Regions from separate parts of the Canis lupus genome. Here region 1 is linked to region 2. The links are chromatin contacts, called in public Hi-C maps. All regions are on one chromosome and are shown on one strand. The core of a region is the stretch at or near the end of the contact, and the rest is flanking DNA. Distances in the headings are between cores, read along the strand shown.

Region 1 (4,916 bases), core at 1,676-4,175, 370 kb after region 2:
AAAAAATTCTTTGGTCTTTTCCTCAAATTGTGTCATCCAACCTTCCCTCCCATTAACTCAACATCTCACCTCTTGGTTGTCTTTTCTCAATCCTACACCTCCAGCCTCTCCCTCCACTGGACCTGAGGGGGTCTGAGGATGGTGGTGAGATGGAGGAAAACCAGGTCTCCCTGAGCAGATGAATGATGAGTCACACCCAGATGTGCTCAGTCCAAGAAGCCCGTGAGCCATCCAGGCAGAGCTGTCAAGGGACAACTGGCTACACTGGCCTGAGGGACTTGAAATCCTGGGATCAGGCCCCTACTGTTTTCAGCCTCCAAGTCTAGGCTGCTCCAGGCTGCAGGGACTGTGACACCATATTGTATACTGGCTTGAACAGCCTAGGAAATCCTAGCCTAGCCCGGCTCTGCCTCTCACTGGCTGGGGTAGTGTGGATAAGGCCCTGTAAGGCCCTGCTCTATGTGGGCCTCAATCTAGACCAGAGATGATTCAATTTGGACTAGGATGCCAGCACAGGGAATGAAGAACAAAGGCAGACGTGATTTATTATGGAAACAGAATCAGGAGGACTCAATGACCACACATATCGCAGAGATTTAGTTCAGGTGCCACCTTCTCAAAGAGGCCCACCATGACCACTTTATCTAAATTAGGCCTCCCCTAAGCCTACAAGTTCACTCTCAACTCATTTCATATTCCATTCATATCTGGCTTCATTCTACTGATGGCTCTTATCTGAAAGAACCCAATTTATTTGCTCCCGTGTTTGTTATCTATCTTTCCCTACCTCCTCTGTCCTGTTGTTGACTGAAATAATTGGGAGACTATAGGAGAAGTCAAGGATGATTCCCAAGTTTCGGGTCTGGGCAGCTGGATAACCAGTGGTGACATTCACTGATAAGAGTAAGGAAGAAGGGCAGTCCCGGTGGCGCAGCAGTTTAGCGCCGCCTGCAGCCCAGGGGGTGATCCTGGAGACTGGGGATCGAGTCCCACATCAGGCTCCCTGCATGGAGCCTGCTTCTCCCTCTGCCTGTGTCTCTGCCTCTCTCTCTCTCTCTCTCTGTGTTTCTCATGAATGAATGAATGAATGAATGAATGAATGAATGAATAAATAAATCTTTAAAAAAAAAAGTGAGAAAGAAAGGGAATGGATGAGTTCTGCTCAAGGATACCCACTTGATCTGAAGTACCTGCGGGGCCTTCAGAGAGAGACATTAAGTAAATGACTGTTATCACTCTGGCCTAGAGATATTAGGTGGGGTCCCTGGCATACAGGGGGCAACTGAAGCCACAGAGAAAATGAGACACGCTAGGGAGAAAGTGCAGAGAGACCAGGACACAGCTCCGAGGAACCAAACAGCAACATTTGAAGGGCCAAGAAAAGCCACCAAAAACCAGACCAGGTCCAGGGAAGGACAGGATCCCACAGGCAGAAGAGACCCACAAAGTCTCACTTGGCAGGCAGTTGTCATGTGGACGGAGCCGGTAGCCGTGATTGAGACACAGACTGAGTGCGCCTCTGGAGCCAACCCCAGGAGGCTGAGAGCTCACAGGAGGCGCTCAGAGGGGGTGAGCAACCTTGGCCCACGTCTGAATGGCGGTGGCTCACCTTATTGAACCTGGCGAAGGGGTAGTCCTTTCCCTCCTCAGCTGCCCGTCGCCAGTGGAAGAACATAGCTCCATCCTTGCGGGCTGGGTTGGTGAATGGCATCCACTTCCAGGGCCGCACCTTCTTAGAGCCCAGCTTGGCCTTCACCGTGCGGTAGCCTTGACCAGTGTCACTGGGTAGCAGCGGGGGTGCATCCCTGGCAGCAAGGTTCGGAGAGATGAGAGCTTAGAGTCGGAGGTGTGTAGGGAACCTTTGGGCCCAGGCTGAGCCACCCTAGAGGAAGTCGCATCCTGGAGTGGGAAGCCTGGGCTCCTCCTGCACCCTGCTAAGCAAATGGGAGGCTTGGCCGGGGAGGGCCGGCAGGGAGAGAACTAGCAGAGAAAACCAGGAGACGGGGGCACGCCGGGGGAGGGGGGACCAGGCCCGGGGCTGTGGGGTTCCAATACTTGCTTCTTGTCGGAGTAGAGCAGCGCGTAGACCTCCCGGTGCATGCCCTCGGGCCTCTTGAAGGTCAGTGTCTCGGAGGACTTCTTGGACTTTTTCTGAGAAGGGAAGCCACAGGATAGGAAGCACAGCCTGGACCCCTCCTTCCCTGAAATTCTCTAGCTAGGCTAGAGCTCAATCCCCGCCACAGGCAAGGGCGGGCTATGAAAGCGCGCCCGGGGGCACTCCTCCGACCCGTCCGACTAGGAGATCCGTTTCCACCGCCTCTCGGCAGGTGGCAGCGACTTGGGGCCACCACCCCCCGACCCCACAAGCGTCTCTGCTGCTCCGCTCATCGCTGACGGGGTCGCGCCGGTTCCCACGCGTGCCCCACACCTCGCCGAGGCAGCACACGGTCTCCGTCCCCTGACGTCACCGCTCTGCCCCCCGCCCCCCTCCCAGGACCCAAGGCTCCCGGCCGCCCCGCCACCTTGTCCGGGTTGATAATGTCCTTCTTGCTGATGGTCCCGGAGGCTGCGTCCCCCTCTGGGCCCCCGAGTTCCAGGATGTCCCGCACATCCGCGCCGGTGGCCATCGCGCCGGAGAGCAGGGGGAGCGCCCCGAGGTCAGGGGTCAGCGCCTGGGGAGGGAGCAGGCTCGGGTGAGGGGGGCGGAGCCACTGCAGCCCCCCGGGAGCGGGGAGAGGCGGGCCGCCGGCGGGAGGGCAGCGGGCGCGGGGCGGGGCTCCGCCGGGGTCTCCCTCGCGGCCCGGCCCGCCGCCCAGGCCCAGAGCCTCCGCACCCGGATCCCCCGACGGCCGCCGCCGCCGCTCGCCTCTCCCCGCAGACCCGCGGACAGAAACTTCCGGCCGTGCGCCCTCGAAACTCCGCCGGCAGGAGCACTTCCGGTGTGCGCTGCGCGGAAATGGGGCCGGCTGGCAGCCTCGCGGGGAAGCCGCACCCTGCGGGGCCCCGGCTCGCGGCCTCGGCTCCCGGGCCCCCGGCGCCCCCGGCGCCCCCGGCGCCCCCGGCGTCCCTGCCTCGCCGTAGCTCCGCCGCGCCCTGCGCCGCAGGAACAGCGCTCGGTGACCTTGCAAGTCGCCTGATTCCTCCGCACCCGTCTCGCTTGCGAAACGGAAATCGTGCTGGCACCTGCTTAAATGAGGCACCGACAGTCCACGCAACACATCAGCAAGTAGCCTGGCACGTTTAAAAAAAAAAAAATTTTTTTTATTAAATGAATCAGTGGTGTTAATCGCCCCTGTCCCTGAAATGCTAAGCGTGTACCAGGCCCGGCGCTGAGCGCCCGAGACGAAGAGACCAGCGGGTCAGGGCGGGCATCCCGGCGGCGGCGGCCTGCACTGCAGCCAAGCAGGGGGCAGGGAGGAAGTCTCTTTGATTTTTTTTTTTTTTTAAGATTTTATTTATTTAACAGAGCGCACAAGCAGGGGGAGCACCAGGCCGAGGGAGAGGGAGAAGCAGACTCCCGCTGAGCAGAGAGCACGCTGTGGGGCTCATCCCAGGCCCCCCGGGTCACCGTAGGAGGCCACCAACCGAGCCACCCAGGCGCCCCAACAAGTCTCTTTTCAAGGGGCACCTGGGTGGCTCAGGGATTGAGCGTCTGCCTTTGGCTTAGGGCGTGATCCCAGGGTCCCGGGGTCGAGTCCCCCATGGGGATCCCTGCATGGAGCCTGCTTCTCCCTCTGCCTGTGTCTCTGCCTCTCTCTGTGTGTCTCTCATGAATAAATAAAATCTTGAAGAAAAAGAAGAAGAACAACTCTTTTGAGGGAAGAAACTAATCTCCCTGGAGAGAGAGATGTCTAGAACAGGACCGCCTGAGGAGGGCAGGAGGAAAGAGAAAGGCGCTCAGACTTCAGCCTCAGCATCCCCGCCTGCAAACATGGAAGAAGGCTTCCTAAGGCATTGGGGAGACCACACCCCAGGCCGGCCTGCCAAGGAACCAAGCAGGGACGGGAGGGCACACAGCCTCTGCAAGTTAACTCTCCGTGTGCAGCCTCTTCTGGCTTGGAGGAGACAGGGACACAGCAGCTGCAGCTGCAAGCCCAGCTACACCCCACAACTTTGGAGAACTGGGCCTGGAGGTAGAAACCTTGCCCTCTTCCAGAGACCTGATTCCTGGGTGAAACCTGTGGGCTCTAGACAGTTCCTAGGCAAAGCCAGTGTCTTGCTACAGAAATTGCCCACAGGAGAAGAGAATGGTCCTTGCAGCCAGAAGTGGACAGAGCAATGGGAAAGAGTCCTGCACCTCTGCCTCAAACACTTGACTCTACTTGTAGTTAGTTGTGTAATTATTTGTTTAATATATATCTCCCCAAAAAGAGTTTGTTTTGAAATTTATTGGGGGTGTTTGTTTTTGTTTTGTTTGTTTTTTAATTTTTATTTATTTATGATAGTCACAGAGAGAGAGAGAGAGAGAGAGAGGCAGAGACATAGGCCGAGGGAGAAGCAGGCTCCATGCACCGGGAGCCCGATGTGGGACTCGATCCCGGGTCTCCAGGATCGCGCCCTGGGCCAAAGGCAGGCACCAAACTGCTGCGCCACCCAGGGATCCCTGTTTTTGTTTTTTTGAGAGAGAGAAAGCACATGAGTGAGGGTGTAGTGGGGGAGCAGAGGGAGAGAGCAAGAGAGAATTTTCAGCAGGCTTCATGCCCAGTGCAGAGCCCGATGCCAGCTCCATCTCACAACCCTGAGATCACGACCTGAGCTGAAATCAAGAGTCCAATGCTTAGCTGACTGAGCCACCCAGGTGCCCTACCCCTGATAGATTTTTTCCATGAGAATCATGGTATGTAAATATATGTGTGTATCAGGCATTGTTCTAGGCTCTGGGGATGCAGTGGGTGAATGAAATACAAATGTCCCTG
Region 2 (4,918 bases), core at 482-2,981:
TAGCTACAGAGCTGAGGTTGCCCTGCCCATCCTGTCTCCCCCTCTCTTTTTCCTCTCTCTTACCTCGTGCGCTCACAGTCACAGCTGAGCCATAGTATTAATTATTAGAGCCAATTGACTGTTTAGACTCTGATGTTTTAACTAATCACCACTAATGGCAGACACTGGTGGGCAATCACAATCATTTAGTTCCCAAGCAAACCCCTTCTCATAGTTGAGAGCAGCCCAGGGTGGGGCTGGGGTGTGTGGGTTCAACAATAACTGGGACTAGGAAGGGGAGTGAGGGGGTGACTGGTACCCAGAGGAGGCTCTTCTCTCCCCACCCGGGGTGGGGAGGGGGTGCCCTCTGGGCCAAGGGCCCTCCGGAGCAGTCAGGTCCCCTGGGGTGGGTCAGCTGAGCCCTACCTTGAAATGAGTTGCCTTCCTTCCCCGTCCTCTCACTTCTCTGCCCTTTGGCCTCAGTCTACCCTTTTGACCTAGAATCCTGTCACGGGAATTCAGTCTCCAGCAACCACCACCCTGCACCAGAAATATCCTAGCTGTTCGCCTTCTCCGAGTTGCTTTTCAATTGTAGTTCCTAAAAGACTGCTTCCGGGAAGAGTCGTTCAGACATGGGTTCAAATCCCACCTCCTTGATGGGCAGCAGCTGTAGGCTGGTTGGACTAGGAAGTGGCACCCTGCCCGTTTGGCTGAGGGCCTGGAGAAGAGGGCACGCATGTGCTCTGTGTCGCTGAGTGTGGAGAGCACACCAGGGATCGGGGTGTGTCCTGAGCCCTGTGCACCCGTGTACTTGCCCTGCCTTCTTCACACGGAGGCCTCAGGGCCCTGGCCCGCATGCAGCCCTGACCCATTTGAAGCCCGGGTCCATCCTACATCTGCTCCAGCCTAGCTGGGGAAGTCAGAGCCCCAGATCTCAGGAAAGCCAGCTTCAGGGTAGAGGCCAGGCAGGGCGGGACCGTGGGGTCCAGATGTCCTGGAGGGGGTGGCCTAGGTGCCCGTGGCCAGTAGGTGTCGCTGTGGCTCCAGCAGTGGGAGGGGGTGCCTGGCAGGGGGCCCTGGAGGAGGCCCTGGGGCTCCACGCCCTCTGGCCTTCCTGCCCTGGCCTCTCTCCTTTCTGCCAGAAAAGCTTCCCGGATGCTTCTCAAACTTTAAGTGAACAGAACTCTTGGAAGTTCACGTTAAAATGTAGATTTGGATTTGGTAGCTCTGAGGTGGGTCCCAAAGATTTTTTTTTTTAAGATTTTATTTATTCATTCATGAGACACACAGAGAGAGGCAAGAGACACACAGGCAGAGGGAGAAGCAGGCTCCCTGCAGGGAGCCCGACATGGGACTCGATCCCAAGACTCCAGGATCACACCCTGGGCCCAAGGCAGACGCTTGACCGCTGAGCCACCCAGGAGTCATGAATTACTGTTTTTTATTTGAATTTCTAAAGAGTTCGCAGGTAAAGCTGATGCTGCTGGTCTGTGACCACCCTCTGAGTAGCAAGGTCCTAGGGGAGACAGCTCCCTAGCTGGGGGACCCTGTCTGTCCTCCCTTCCAGAGCCAACACTCACCCTCACTCCCACTTCCTCGACAAAGATCCCAGACCAGAGGATGGGGTACCTAGTAGAGATTCCATCTTTTTGGAGACCAGCACGAAGCAGGCAGTCTACAGGGAAGCTCTGAAGCAAAATCTAACTCCAGTCTTCTGAGTCTGCCCAGCCTCACCACCTAGCTCAACTCCTAAATTTAAACCTAAACCTGAATCTACTCCCAATTTCCCAAAATAACCCCAGTTCCCACCGTCAGAGCTATATCCTGACACCAGCCTCAGCCCAGCTCTCGTGCCCCTTTAATCTAAATCCAACAATTGTACCATCCATTGCTTCAGGCCTGTCCCAGGACTGAATGTCCCCCCAGCCTCCCCGATAATCTTCCTGGCCCCCTGCCATACTCTTCTAGAGACCAGTTTGAGCCAGAACAGTGGGGCAATAGGATCTGAGAACAATTGCCTCATCAAGCTGGTCCAGGCCCGCCTTAGCAGCAGAGCTCAGGCGTTTGCCCCAAGCAGAGGGAAAAAGCAATTTAGCAGCCTGGTTGAGGGTAGGCATTCCCACACATTTTCTGGAAGTTTCCTTTCTGCTGGAGAGAGTGAGAAATCTTGTCCTTGGTCTATATTCTCCGTCCTAAAGGCTCCATTTTTTGGGGTGTTGGAGAAGGCAGGGAGGAAGTATATCCATTAGCCCAGCCTGATTGCAGGTGAAAAAGGAGGATATAGTGTGTGTGTGTGTGTGTGTGTGCACGCGCGCGCGTGCTGGGGAGTGAAGCAAGCAAAGCACCCTCTAGGGCTTTTTTTTTTTTTTTTTTTTCCTGAATCAAGGTTTTTCTGAGAGGCCCTCCTCTTTTCCCAGCTCTGTCTACTATCTGGTCCTCTCGGGAACGACAGAAGCTGATTATTACAGGTCGGACATTTTGTGATTTTTATTTTAAAGATTTATTTATTTATTAGGGAGAGACACAGGCACAGGGAGAAGAAGGCTCCATGCAGGGAGCCGGATGTGGGACTCAATCCCAGGACTCCAGGATCACGCCCTGGGCTGAAGGCAGGCGCCAAACCTCTGGGCCACCCAGGGTTCCCCCCATTTTGTGATTTTTAAAGAAAGAATGCAACTATAAATAGGAATTATTTGGTTTTGCCCTGGTGGACTACCCACTGTGACCCACTCTCCAACTCTGGGGTGCAGGAGTGGCTCAAATCAGAGAAGAACCATTTCTCACACCGTGAGGCACTGAATAACAAAAAATACTTCTACCTGTGTCAAACACTTCTGCCTTTAAAAAGCACTCCCCAGGATCCCTGGATGGCGCAGTGGTTTAGGGCCTGCCTTTGGCCCGGGGCGTGATCCTGGAGACCCGGGATCGAATCCCACATCCGGCTCCCGGTGCATGGAGCCTGCTTCTTCCCTCTGCCTGTGTCTCTGCCTCTCTCTCTCTCTCTCTCTCTCTCTCTGTGACTATCATAAATAAATTTAAAAAATTAAAAAAAAATAAAAAATAAAAAGCACTCCCCTTCTCCATTTATACGTAGCTCTACGTAGGAAAACTAGTTTCTAGAACATGTCCACGTTTACAAAGTAACTCTATAGGGGATCCCTGGGTGGCTCAGCAGTTTAGCGTCTGCCTTTGGTCTAGGGCACGATCCTGGAGTCCCGGGATCGAGTCCCACAGCAGGCTCCTGGCATGGGCCTGCTTCTCCCTCCTCCTGTGTCTCTGCCTCTCTCTCCCTCTGTGTCTATCATAAATGAATAAATCTTTATTTTTTTTAAGATTTATTTATTTATTCATGAGAATACACAGAAAGGAGAGAGAGGCAGAGACACAGGCAGAGGGAGAAACAGGCTCCATGCAGGGAGCCTGACATGGGACTCAATCCCGGGTCTCCAGAATCACGCCCTAGGCTGAAGGCGGCGCTAAACCCCTGAGCCACCAGAGCTGCCCCAATGTAAATCTTTAAAAAAAAAAAACAAAAAACAAAGTAACTCTATAGTTTTACAAATCACTTCTCATCAACCATTTATGGGAAAAGACCCTTTTGGAGACCTTGGAAAAATTCCTTCACTCCCCTGTGCCTCAGTTTTCTCATCTGTAAAATAGGAAGAATAGAAGTAGCTGCTTCACAGGGTTATGCATCAAGTCATTTGAGTAGTTCCTGGCACATCTAAGCCCTTTATGTCAAGTGTTTGCTATCATTATTGCTGCTGTTGTTATTACTAATATCCCGGGATATTTAGCACCTGAGGTAGGGAAAGTCTCTGTAGATCGGGGTAGGTGAAAGTACTTGTCCAAAGTCTGCTGCTGGTAAGCTTAGAAATGAATCTCTTGGGATGCCTGGCTGGCTTAGTGGGCACAGCGTGTGACTGCTGATCTCAGGGTGGTGAGTTCAAGTCCCATGTTGGACATGGAGCCTACTGAAAAAAAAAAAAAAGACTACAAAAATGAAAACTTTGAAAAAAAAAAAGAAAACTTTGGCTTCTTTGGTCCGGTGCTGTATCCTAACCACATTAAACACATCCGGCCAAAGCAATCCCTATCAGGAAACAGAGACTGAGTGGGGAGAAGGGTAGGGTCTTAGACCCTCTGGGGGGTCTAGGGCATGGAGGGAACAGAGGAGGAGGCCTAGCTTCCCCTTGTTGAGTGTGGGAACTGAAGGGGGGTGGGAGTGGGGGCAGGAGACTGGGTAGGCCCTGCTCCTGGATCTGTTCTGTGGCTGTCGGCTGGGCTCCCATGACCCTTAACCACGCAGCTCTAGACCCGATCCCCCCACCAGAAACATTTTCCTCTCCTCAAGCTTGTGTCTTTTTCGTTTCCACATTGGCATTCTCTTCCAGGCCAGGGGTGGGCTAAAGGTAGGCGGTAGGAGTAAGGAGCCTGGTGGGTGGAACGTGAGTTTTGGAGTCAGAGATCTGGTCCCGAAACCTACCTTAGCATTACCAGCCACGCACCCTTTGGGCAAGGGCCTTACTCTACGTGAGTCTCCACTTCCTCACACCTAGAGGCTGAGGGTAATGCTATTAGGCTCCCAGGTTGCTCTGAGGAATGAATCAGCATGCACAGCCTGAAGCACAAAGATCCGCACGGCTAGGTGTCAGCATGCCTCCCTGCCCTGCCTGGAAGTGGGGGTGCCAGGGGCCGCTGCAGGCTGAGGAGTGTAGGGGGCCCAGGCTGACAGCCTGGGAACCTTGGGGTACCCTTGGTCACTGGCTCTAGGGCTCCTCCTTCCACACAGGCCGAACCCTCCCCCAGGCAGAGTGGTCAATGGTCATCAGGACAACACAGGCCTGTGTCATGAGGAAGGCAGCTGTGTGGGGGGCTGGGCTGGAGGTTCTGTGCAGAGAGGGCGTGAGGCGGGGGGAGCTGGGTGGCCTGGCCAGGC

What was found. Hi-C and Micro-C count contacts between places; a contact is called where the count stands out from the background.
Region 1: a contact with region 2 is called in a Hi-C map of skin fibroblasts, with 5 times the contacts expected there. The contact joins the promoter of DMAP1 here to the enhancer-like site in region 2. A contact is called at or near these places in 3 of 9 Hi-C or Micro-C datasets (amygdala, blood and skin fibroblasts).

What each region holds. Positions count from the first base shown.
Region 1 is chr15:16,177,102-16,182,017 of UU_Cfam_GSD_1.0, forward strand. It overlaps DMAP1 (DNA methyltransferase 1-associated protein 1), which reads right to left and starts at 2,926. Exons shown (of 11, transcript XM_038558303.1): 1 at 2,834-2,926; 2 at 2,523-2,672; 3 at 2,060-2,151; 4 at 1,610-1,805. The coding sequence starts at 2,627. It also overlaps the pseudogene LOC100684830.
Region 2 is chr15:15,809,365-15,814,282 of UU_Cfam_GSD_1.0, forward strand. The region is part of intron 2 of RNF220 (E3 ubiquitin-protein ligase RNF220); the gene reads right to left. Among named protein-coding and RNA genes, the nearest start is that of TMEM53, 78 kb to the left of the region's middle. Within about 2 kb of position 1,732, at least 2 of the 20 cell types and tissues checked have an H3K27ac peak or open chromatin away from gene starts, as enhancers often do.